Linked DNA regions of Mus musculus: region 1 is linked to region 2. A link is a contact called in public HiChIP or PLAC-seq data. All regions are on one chromosome and are shown on one strand. The core of a region is the stretch at or near the end of the contact, and the rest is flanking DNA. Distances in the headings are between cores, read along the strand shown. Region 1 has its middle 5.9 kb from the start of Gm24008. Region 2 holds the start of Timp4 (tissue inhibitor of metalloproteinase 4).

Evidence for each region. HiChIP or PLAC-seq counts read pairs in DNA pulled down with a chosen protein or histone mark.
Region 1: an H3K27ac HiChIP or PLAC-seq map of trophoblast stem cells shows a contact between it and region 2, with 4 times the contacts expected there. The contact joins the enhancer-like site here to the promoter of Timp4 in region 2. A contact is called at or near these places in 4 of 39 promoter capture datasets (the C10 cell line, hippocampal neurons and liver), 2 of 484 Hi-C or Micro-C datasets (bone marrow-derived macrophages and embryonic stem cells), 2 of 115 datasets of contacts at active chromatin or transcription factors (pancreatic cancer cells and trophoblast stem cells) and 1 of 9 other capture datasets (adipose tissue).

What each region holds. Positions count from the first base shown.
Region 1 is chr6:115,714,940-115,721,014 of GRCm38.p6, reverse strand. No RefSeq gene overlaps it. Among named protein-coding and RNA genes, the nearest start is that of Gm24008, 5.9 kb to the left of the region's middle. Within about 2 kb of position 2,719, at least 260 of the 459 cell types and tissues checked have an H3K27ac peak or open chromatin away from gene starts, as enhancers often do. A contact at or near this core is called in adipose tissue, bone marrow-derived macrophages, embryonic stem cells and 3 more, where this site is marked.
Region 2 is chr6:115,248,096-115,253,953 of GRCm38.p6, reverse strand. Timp4 (tissue inhibitor of metalloproteinase 4) reads left to right here and starts at 1,749. Exons shown (of 5, transcript NM_080639.4): 1 at 1,749-2,314; 2 at 3,477-3,574; 3 at 4,011-4,125. The coding sequence starts at 2,176. All of the region lies in intron 5 of Syn2 (synapsin II), which reads right to left.

The sequences.
Region 1 (6,075 bases), core at 1,470-3,969, 470 kb before region 2:
ACTAGGTCTCACCATGAGCACCAGGCTGGCCTCTAACTCACAGAGATCTGCTTGTCTCTGCCTCCAGAGTATGGGAGTACCACACTTGACAAATTAATTTTTATGAACTTAAACAATGTTCCTTGATTCATTTTTTTTGTTTCTGCTTGTTCATTTGTTTTTGTGCGTAAGTTTTCCTTTTCTTTTCAGAGCCGATGACTGAATCCGGGTCCTTGTACCTGCTAGGCAATTGCTCTGTCACTGAGCTAAACTTCCACCTCTTGATAGACATTTCAGTTCAGATGAAAGTCAGACAACTGACAAATGTGTGAAGGCATGCTGTGGGGGTTTGAATAGGCTTGGCCCCTATAGACTCATGTATTTGAATGCTCGGTCATAGTGAGTGGCACTATCAGGAGGTGTGGCCTTGTTGGAGGAAGTATGTCACTGTGGGGGTGGGGGTTTTGAGGTTATATATGCTCAAGCTCAGCCCAGTGTGGAAGACAGTCTTTTTGCTGCCTTCAGATCAAGATGCAGAACTCTCCAGCTCCTCCAGCACCAGGTCTGCCTGAACCCTGCCATGCTTCCCACCATGATGATAATGGACTAAACCTCTGAAACTGTAAGCCAGCTCCAATTGCCTTGGTCATGGTGTCTCTTCACAACAATAAAACTCGAAGACACATACTTAATATACTGTATTATATGGAATCATTAAAATGACCATGGGCTACACACCCTCAAGAGAGGTGACAATTACTATCTGGTGATACAAAATGTTGCTGAGTGGAGCAGTGGGAATGAACAGTGTGCTGGGCAGGATCAGCCAGGCATTTGTTCAGCCACTCTGGAAAACTCTCTGGCATTATCTAGTACAGCCAGCCAGAGATACACTGTCTAGGTATACCTAGATACACTGTCACATCGATACCCAAGAGAGAAGCACAGCCTCATGCAACAGAGCATAAGGGAAGACAGAAGACTCGAAGCAGCGCTGTGCAAGACAGCCCCAATCTGAAAGTAGTCCAAATGTCCCTGAGCAGAATGAAATTATTGTATAGTCATGTACTGAAATATTATACAGCAGTGCCAGCGAGATGACTTAGCAGGTAAGAGAGCTTAGCACCCAGGCCTAGCAAAACTGAATTCCATCCCCAGGAACCACACGGTGGGAGGAGAGAAACAATTCCGTGGCATAGCCCTCTGACCTCCATGTCTACGCTGTGGCGTGGACAGCTGAATCCCCACATCATACATTCACATACTAATTATTAATTTTAAAAGAAAATGAGAAAGCACATTTTCATGTAATAGCATTGATGAACCTCACAAACATAGTGTGATAGATCATTTTAATTTTTTAAAATTATGTGTGTGTCTGTGTGGAAGTATGTATACATGAGTGCCCGGTACCTTCAGAAGTCAGAAGAGGGTGTCAGATCCCCTGGGACTGGAGTTCCTGGCAGTAGTGAGCAAACCACCCAGTGGGTGCTGAGGATTGAACTCTGGGCCTCTGCAAGATCCGTAATCACTCTCAATGGCCGAGCCTTCTCTCCAGTGCCCATAAACATTAGATTGAATGAAATGTGTGACTTTATTTACACAAACTTCCCATTTTTAAATATGTATTCTGATAATTAAGCACAAAGCAAAAAGAATGCAGGCACAGCCCTGCAGATCCGGGAGATGTATGATTTCCTGGGCAGTCAATGTCTGATTGAATAAGGGAGTGGCAAAGTCCTCTGTCTTTGTTTTTTGTTTGTTTGTTTAGTTTAGTTTTTCTAGACAGGGTTTCTCTGTAACAAAGCCCTGGCTGTCCTGGACTCGATTTATAGACTAGGCTGCTGCCCTTGAACTGACAGAGACCCACCTGTCTCTGCCTCTGCCTCTGCCTCTGCCTCTGCCTCTGCCTCTGCCTCCTCTGCCTCTGCCTCTGCCTCTGCCTCTGCCTCTGCCTCTGCCTCTGCCTCTGCCTCTGCCTCTGCCTCTGCCTCTGCCTCTGCCTCTGCCTCTGCCTCTGCCTCTGCCTCTGCCTCTGCCTCCCAAGGGCCACCAAGCCCCTCTCATTTCTTTAGTTTTTAAGATACAGAATCTACAGGTAGCACAGGTTGTCCTCAGACTCAAATCCTCTTGTCTCTGAAAACTGAGTGCTGGGATTAAAGGCATGCCAGACTTCTGGATACTTTTCTACGTATTCCATGATAAAAATTAAGTAGAGAGATGAGTTAGTGATTAAGTGTGCATGTTGCTCTTCCAGGGAACCCGGGTTCTGTTCCCCACACCTACATTGAGCTGCTCACAGTGACCTGCAACTCCAGTTCCAGGAAGATCCAACATGTGTGGTCTCTGAGGCCGCCTGCATCCACATGTACACGCGCGCCCATGTGTGTGTGTGTGACAGAGAGGGAAAGTCAGAGAAGGAAAGAAACAGAGGGAGAAAAGGGAGAGAGAGAGAGAGAGAGAGAGAGAGAGAGAGAGAGAGAGAGAGAGAGAGAGAGAGAGGAGGGAAGTGGAGGGAAGTGGAGGGAGTAAGTTTGAAACCATGAACTTTGCTCTTCTGGACACAAGAGGGGGTGCTAACCGGTGACCAGCTAAGGAAACCAGGTTTCCTAGCAACAGAGAAAAACATTGAGCAGGAAGTTTCTAAGATTCAGTCGATGGATTTCAGCTCTGCACCTGCTTGGGGCAAGGCTCGCTCCTGGCACCTGGAGCCTTCTGTTGAGTCTTGAGCGTCCTTGACCTTTTGTGGGAAAGTGGAGTACTCCTGAACACGAGGTCAGATCGGCAGGGCTGGGGTGCTGAGCCCTGGATCGCCTTTCTTCCCTGATCTTTTCCGTAGGACTCCAAACCCCCTGGTGTTTCCCTCAAATGAAGAGGCAATTAAGGCATGGGAAGGAGGGAGTTTGCCTGGAGCATGCTGAGACTTCAGGTTGTAAAAACAGAAAGATTTGGGTTGCAATGACCATTCTTAGGTTTGTTATTTTAACAGATAAGTATTGGGTAAATAAGTATTAGGCAAATCCTGTGGAATAGTAATAACACAGGAAGAATCCACTGTGAAGCGGCTGGGCTGGGGCTCCGTGGTAGAATGTGCGGGGCGTTGCTGCCCGGATCTTGGCTGGCCCTGTGGCACTAGCAGGAGGTGCTGAGACCTTTAAGAGGCGGGGCTTACCTGAATAGCTGTGAGATCATTGGGTGCACGTCCTCAAAGGGACTGGTTGGACCAGTCTTTGTGTGTGATAGACTTACTGGGGAGACACAACACACACACACACACACACACACACACACATCTGTTCTCTCAGAAAGGGAACCAGTCTTTGTGTGTGATAGACTTCCTGGGGAGACAAACACACACACACACACACACACACACACACACACACACACACACACACACACATCTGTTCTCTCAGAAAGGGAACCAACCCCATGACAGAACCAAGAAACATCCACACCAAGGTCCAACTTGGTTAAACTAGTGAGATTTTATTGGTCTGCTAACAGGAGTGTGGGTGAGGGGTTATTTACAGTACCAGGTGTGGCTCAAAAACAGCTGCATCACCAAAAAGCCCCAAACAGAGTGACGACTCACAAAAGCAGCAACCCTGAAGCGCTCTGTACACCATGCAGGCAGCTGACAGATCCAAGATATCTCCTCTCTGCAGCTGGGCTGCTCAGAGTCTGTTCCAACAGCTGTTTATTCCTTCTGGAAAGCTGGAGAAAGACCTTCCAGATTCTCGCAAGTTTCTGCTTTCCCAGAAGGTGACCTCTTGTTTACCTCCGTGATCTCCCAAGGGCCCCTGACCCTGGAAGGAAAGTTTGGATTCCGTGGACTCTGCCGCCCAGCTCCAGCCCTCTCCTGCCTCTCTTGCACTCACTCGGCAACCGGCCTCCTTTGGCTCCAGCTTCCATGTTTGTCCTCACCACAAACCCAAATGTCTGAAGCCATGAGCCAGAACGAAGCTTTCCTCTTTTTAATTTGGTTCTCTACAGAACTGTCAAAGAAGCAGAAATCTGGCTAACAAATGGAGAAAGAAATTGAGAAATGGATCACAGTTAAACTCCTGCACAGGGTACTCAGCACACACACCGTACAGTTCAGAGCAGCCTGCAACGCCAGCTACAGAGAGCCAAAGCACATTTCTGGCCTCTGAGGGGATCTTTTGGATGCCCACTGTTAGCATTCTGTCTAAGCTCTGCCCCACAGTTACCTGGATTGCCAGGTATGTCTGACACTCTATAAAGGGGGCTGCTTGCCCCCTCCTTTCTCTCTTGCTCTCTCTTGCTCTTGCCTTCCTGCTCCTGCTCAGTCCTCCTCATGGCCAGTCTCTACTCCCCTCCTCTCCTCCTCTCCCCTCCCCTCCCCTCTCTCTCTGCCTTTCTCCACCTCTACTACCCTAACTCCCTTCCCCATATCCTGAATAAACTCTTTTCTATACTATGGTGCTATAGCTGGTCCCTCAGGAGGAAGGGATGCCTCAGCATGGGCCCTGCGATGGCTCCTTCCCCCACACCTCACCACACAGCCATAAAACATATCCCCCCTCTTTATCTTTTAATAAACACATCACCACTACATGCATGTCTCCATTTCCCTACATGCTGATCTACATGTAATTAACAACAAAATAAGTCTGTAAGAGAAAGAGGAAAAAAATAACACCGGAGATGCATGGAGACTAAACAGGATGACATGCAAATGTCTTCCCCAATCCAATGTATAAAAGAAATATTTAAAACCATATTTTAATTTATTTTATATTTTGAGACAGCGTCTTACTTTGTAGCTCTGACTGGCTTGGGACACACTGTATAGACCAGGCTGGCCTTGAATTCACAAAGACCTGCCTGCTCTGTCTCCTGAGTGCTGGGATTAAAGGTATGCCCAACCTATCATCATTTTTATTCTTATTTTAAAAGCTTATTTTTTTAAAGGTATGAAGCTGTTTATTGTCTCTAATAACCAGATAAATTAATGTTAAAACTTTGGGGAGGGAGTAATTTCTCTAGCAAGTGAAGAAAACCACTTTAAATAAGAGCTTGCTGTTAGGGAGGAACTTACAATTGTGTTGGGGCCTCACTCTGAGAAAGCAGTCTGGCTGCCACTAGCAGGAGCCATAGAATGGCTCTCCTAGACAGTGTGGTGATGTGTACCTGTAATCCCAGCACTTGGTAGGTGTAGACAAGACGCAGAAGTTCAAGGCTACCCTTAGCATCAAATCAAGTTTGAAGTCCGTTGGACTTGCAGGCGATCCTATCTCCAGACGTCCTTCTGTGATCCAGCAACTGTGCTTCAGACATAATTGGAAATGTGGCAAAAGGTACACATGACAATATTGATGCCAGTTTTCTTTATGATGTCCCCTGACCTGAAGCAGAGAGGGAGTCAGAGAGAGAGAGAGAGACTGAGAGACAGAGACAGAGAGACAGAGATGTGGGACTCCAGAGTCAACTACCTTGGACCCATGGGGGCTCACAGACTAAACTATCAACCAAACAGCATGCAAGTGCTGAACCAGGACCCATACACATTTGTAGCAGAAATGCACCGAGGTCTTCATGCGGGTCCCCTAACAATCAGAGAGGAGGCTGTCTCTGGCTGTTGCCTACCACTGGATGTCCTTCCTGCTAATGGACTGCCTGGTTGGGTCTCAGTGGCACACCATGTGCTTAGGGCCTACTGGGACAGGATATCCCAGGGTGGGGTGGTACCCAATGGGGGTTTCCCCTTTTCTGAGAAGGAGATGGGCTAGTGGGGGAAGGGATTTGGAAGGGTGGGACTGGGAGGAGGGGTGGGGCTCAAGATCAATATGTAAAGTGAGTAAATAAGAGAATTAAAAAAAGAGAGAGAGAGAGAGAGTCCATACTGATCTTGTGGAACCAGAATTCAGTTCCCAGAAGCCACGTTGGGCCCGCTCATGAGTTCCTCTAACTCCAGCTCAGGGAGTTCCAACAGGGCCTCTGTGGGCACCTGCATACATGTGGCACGCGCAGAGATACATACATAAAAATCCGTCTTTTTACGTTATCCTGGGGCCTGGGGATGTGGTTTGTGGACAAAGCGCTTGCCTAGCATTCATGAAGCTCTGGGTT
Region 2 (5,858 bases), core at 500-2,999:
CCAGGGGATTTGACACCTCTGGCCTCTGCAGACACCTGCATGCACACGGTACATACAAACTCATACATCCATACATATATCTACACAAATTGAAAAAAAATAATTTTGGTCAATTTGTCAAAATACAATGCATGAAATTCCTGGATAATTAATAAAAATATTGAAATAAAATAATTAGTACACCCTACTTGTTTTACACATGGAACCCATAGAATGACAGCAGCGTTCCCAAGGTTACACAGTAGGCTGGAAGCAGAGCTTCCCATCTGATGCACTACATCTCTCTATTTCTGTTTTCTCTGCATTAGATAACCCTGGCAAGACCCCTCACCGCTAAGAAGATTTTTGTTCTTTTTTATTGTTTTTTTTAATTCATGAAAGGGTAAATTTTGCTGTCTGTAAACTGTACTGTAGCCAACCAGAAGTGTTAGGAAATGCACTTTGAGTGCCTTAATGTCCATTTGAAGCATGCACCTCTGACCTCCTCCCGTCGAGTGCCATCTTCCCGGTGCTGACCCTGTCCTCTTCCTCTGTCACACTCTTCACTCCTTGCCAACATCACAGACTTAGTATGCTGAGGCCTATCTCTGTCCAGTTCAGAGTTTGAAGGAGATGGCATAGGGTTTGACATGTTTACCCTTGGGAGACATCCTTAAGAAAGTAAACGCTTTCCCAAAGTAGCCCGGTTTTATCAGAGGAGTGAGATTTAAGGGAACATGGACCCTCCAAAGGCAGGGTGTTGAGCTGCAACGAAACGCAGGCAGAAGTAGCACAGACCCATGGCATGGTGGGGAGAGAGTAGGAAGCCACACTAGCAGGTGAAGATTCCAGTTCTCTCGGCCACTGATCTTCTGCCAGCCACTTCATGGTACTGAGCCTCTCAGCCTTCACATCTGCCAAGTGACAAGGCTGAGCTGATGCTTTTAAGGCCCCTCCAAGAGACAACTCTTGGCCTGAGCTTGACATTAGCCTGGACCTGTCACCTGCCTCTCTCTAACTTCGTTCTCTCCCGAGCCCTTTCTTTTCAAACATCACTATCAAATGTAAAATGAAGAGCGGGACAAATCGTATAGTTCAGTCCTACTTAATGGAGAAAAGAGTTCGGGCCCAGTGAGGCCCAGATCACTAACAGACCCAATGGCAGTCAGAATCAGGATCCAGCCTCCTACCCTCCCCGGGCAGCCATTCCACGAGCTTCTTTTCATTCAAATTCTTGGAGCAGTTTGCTGACAAACAGTGGACAAGGCTTGGGTCACAATGAGTGCCTGGCTTGTTTGCTAAGCGGCTCCACCTTCTGCAACATGGCAGTCTCCACTGGGCAATGATGTGCAGTAGGCGCTCTGAGGTCCAAAGTTTGCCCTGAGCTACAGGACACCCCTGTTTTAAGCTCCACAGAAAGAACTGCCCCCCGCCCCCCCCCCCCCCCCCCCCCCGTAGCGGTTAACTAAGGCACTGGCTGTAAGAAAGGGTTTGAAAGCACTGGCTACTTTCTCTGACATCCTTCCCTACCACCCCCCACAGCCCCCACCCCCACCCTTGGCTGACAGCGCCAAGACACACACACCCCAACTTTCTCTGTCCTGTTCCCTGACTGTTTGCTGTTGCTTTGGAGCCTCGTAAATAGGGCATTGAAAACACTTCCTGCAGCTGAAAGAAACCCTGAGTAGCTTGTCTCACTCCCAGTATGCAGCTCAGCAAGGGGTCTGTCCTCCTCTGTCACTGTCTCTTTTGCCTGTTGTAATTCTGTCTGCCTCTGACTTGGCCTGTGTCTCTCTGTGTCTATGCTTCCCTTCACTAGCTCTTGCTCTTAGTGCTCTCCCTCATCTCTCTGCCTTTTCTAAGTCTCTTCACTGGTCTTTGCTTTTTTTTTTTTTTTTTTTTTTATCTCTCTGCCCCTAACTGCAGAATCTTCCTCTACTTCCAGGCTCTTTTCGGAATCTGCAGGTTTCCCTCTGCAACTTCCCAACTGGGTTTGTTGGTCTGGTCAGGAGGGCCTTGGGTCCTGTGGCTGTGGGTGGCCTGGTGCCAAAGGAGGGAGGAGCCCATGGGGGCGTGATTGGCTCTAAAGCCACCTCATAAAGACTGGGGCTGCACGAAGCTTTCTGGAGGAGTCCTGGAGGGGCTGTTTGTTACGACAGGCAGACCCCACGAGCTCAGCTGGGGCTCTGCAGTGTCATGCCCTGGAGTCCCCTGGCTGCGCTGAGCTGGGCGCTGGTGCTGAGGCTGCTGGCTTTGCTGTGGCCCCCTGGACGGGGTGAGGCGTGCAGCTGTGCGCCTGCGCACCCCCAGCAGCACTTCTGCCACTCGGCTCTAGGTGAGTCCATGGTCCTGAGGACCACAGCAGGGGTTGCCAGTAGGAAACGTGGTGTTGGGCAGAGCTTTAGACCCGGAGTCTGAGGGAAGGGGTGGAGCTCAGTTCATGTATGGGTGCCTCCTGTAACAGCTGATAAGTCAGAAATGGGTATTGCTTTATTGACCTTGGAAGTGCAAAGCCTGATTTGTAGAAGTATTCTATCACGGACCTCTCGAGTAGTTTTATCAGCTCAGCTTGGTAGGACCTAGCTGTCTCTGGAGCTATCAAGTAACTTCTAGAACTCCAGGATGCAAGGGGTGTTTGCATTATAACACCTGTCTCCCAGCCTGCAGTTGAGGTTGCCAAGGTGCCCCCACAGGACACATCTTTCTACCTTTGTCTTCCCTTGCCTGGATACCCTTCTTTCACAACTTTAAATTCCTGGCAACTACTATTCACCCTTCATTTTCTGAAGGCTTCTTGATTCTTTGCTGTTCCCTATTTGTGGTAGGTGCTTTTTTTTTTTTTTCTTTTTTAAATAAGGTATTCTCCATTAGATCAAGACTTCTACAGGGTGAGAGCCCTTTCGATGAGCCTTGTGCCTAGCGAAAGTTCAGGCAGAGAGGAAAATCCTTTTTTTTTTTTAAAGACTTTCCAGTGCTGGGGCTGTAGCTCAATGATAGAGCATTTGCCTGTCATGAATGTGGCTTTAGGTTCAGTCTTCAATACTGAAAAATAAAATAAGATACAGTTCTTGATTAGATGTAAAGAAATGAATCTCCTCAATGGAGAATTAGGACATTTACAAATTCAATGAACATTTGTTACTGTTACTTTTAGTGAGCTATGAGGTTCTAAGATGTATAGACAGATGAGTCCCACACCAACTGCTTTGAAGGGACTCCTACTCTTACTACAACCAGGGCTACGGAGAACTTGTGCTCTGGAAACCAATAGGTTAAAAGGCCAAAAGAATACAATGTGAGGACCTAATAGCCCTGAAGGGCTTAAAGCTGGCAACCACTGCAGAGTAAATTCCAAGTCCCTTCTCTCGAATGTGCCATACTGTGAAGAACCCAAAATACTTGAACCAAGAGTTTCCTGGACACTCAGAGGACCCCGGACCATCCAGATCTCAGATGGCATACTCCTACAGTGCTAAAGTTTCCCTTTTTCTGTTCAGTGATACGGGCCAAAATATCCAGTGAGAAGGTAGTCCCTGCCAGCAAAGACCCTGCTGACACTCAAAAACTGATCCGGTATGAAATCAAACAGATAAAGGTACATGAGGGCAGGACAAGGGCTGAACCATGATGGGCTGATGAAGGGATGGGGTTTGTGCTATGGGAGGGACGAACCTGGTAAGAGTCAGGCAATGGACTCTGGTTTCTTTATGAAGGTGCTGAAGTGAATATGAGCTGGTATGGGCTGGGCCCATGGGAACCAAATGATTATTCAGGATGGGGACTTGCTATCTATCCTGTCCTAGAGCTCTTCGTTCATGGGACCTCCCCATCTCCCTGGGATAAATCAAGGTGTAGACTTGAGTGAATGAATGAATGAATGAATGAATGAATGAATGCCAGCAAGGTCATCTGTGCACCAAGTCTGAATTTGAGCTTTGTTTAATGTTTGGATACAAATGAGCAGTTTCTAACCTGCTGCCATGCCTATTACACTCCTGACCCAGTGCTGCCCTTCTGTAACTGCCTTTTAGATGTTTAAAGGGTTCGAGAAGGCCAAGGATATTCAGTATGTCTACACGCCATTTGACTCTTCCCTCTGTGGTGTGAAGCTAGAAACCAACAGTCACAAGCAGTATCTTTTGACTGGTAAGTGAAGGGGCTAAACAGAGTTGTGATCATGACCATGGCCTTTTAGTTAGGAGGAACAGTGAACTCCCTTTCCATTCACAGGAGTCCCTGCTCTAGTGATCCTGGTCACCACTTCACTATGTTAAGGATAGGTTGCTCTACCAACCTAGTTCCATTGAAAGTTTTATGGTACACAATTTTTGGTATCTTGAACCCAAATACATCTCTGGGATGTGTTTTCTGAGTGTTTATCTTGCCCTGTGCATAAGCTTGACCCTAACAGTTCTACCTCCATGAACCTGGTGCTGGGCCAACCTCCTCCATACTGAACTGATTGGGACAGAAAAGTAAATCAGCCACCCATCCAATATCCCCAAGAATATAATCTTGGAATAAATGAATACAATACTGAAGTATTTTGGAATTCAGGAAAAGAGGTGCTGGTATGGTTGTGAACAAGCCGGGAAACTCCACTGTTTGAGTGGGCTCTACAATGGCCTACAAGGTGGAAAATAAAACCTGCAGCCCACAGGGAGAATAGGGAGGAGTTCTACTCTCTATCTATGGAGCCAGCAGATGACCATACTACAGGCCTTGGGTAGAAGAGTGGAGATTCGGGAGTAGGTCATAGTCTTCAATGAGCCCCTAGTCCAGACATGTCTCCTGAAGAGTGACAGGAACCAGAGGACACAATGAAAGGGGCTTCTTGGCCCCTAGTACCAAGTAGGACGTGGAACTGTGCTGCCCTAGGCAGCCTCTGCAGAGATGGGGCAAGCCACTGCACCCTCCAAGTTCCTTGTAAGCAGATCAGTCCCTTTACATCTCCCCATCCCTTTCCTGAGCACCCCCTTTGTGTTTCTCATTCTCACTGAGGCACTGAGGTCTGTCAGGGAAAAGAGAGCATGGGGTTTCTGTCCTCAAGGTCAGGAATAACCAAAGGTTGGGACATGCAAGAAAACATAACTCTATAAAACAATATCAATGCCCATGCGTTCAGGAGAAGGGATTGATTAGTAAAACCCTTCGTTGATAGGTTACACCATGACATTGTAGCCTTTTGTCATGTATCAGTGACATGGCATCTTGCTTCTTTCTCCTGTGAGCTGAAATGAACTACCTGTAGTGGCAGGGTGTGTGGCTGTCCTCCTGCCTTTGTGCAAGACAGTTCCAGTGTCCAGAGGCCCTTGCACTTGGTTGACAGTGGATTTCCACTCATCCCTTCAAGGCAGTGTCCTTTATCTACCCTCTTCTGCACTTTGTTCTTATATCTGGGAAATTATATTCTAGTAACCGATGCCTACTTTCTGTGTACCCTCCTAAAGGGCAGAGATACTGTCATTTGATTTCTGCATCTGGTACTAGGGCAAGTAGCTGCTTAGTGAATAAATGGTTGAGTGTCTAAGTTCTAGGAGTGGTGATGGATGGCTCTGAGGAAAAGATGTATTGAACAGATCTATGGGACCGGTGAAGTGATCCTGTGGTTAAGAGCATGGGCTGCTCTTTTGGAGGATTCAGTTCAATTCCTAGCACCCACATGGGGGTTCACAAGTTCTGTGCTGCTTAAGAGAAAGATCTGTGAAAGACAGAAGAAACTTGACAAGTTTGGGAGTTTTTAAAAGGCACTTTCCTATGGGGAAATACTCACCAATATACCTATCAATGGAGCAAGAGAGGCCAGTATGGATATTGGAAAGGAATGGACATCTTTTATGGGCCTACAACTGTATAAAGAACTCTATATACATTCTCTT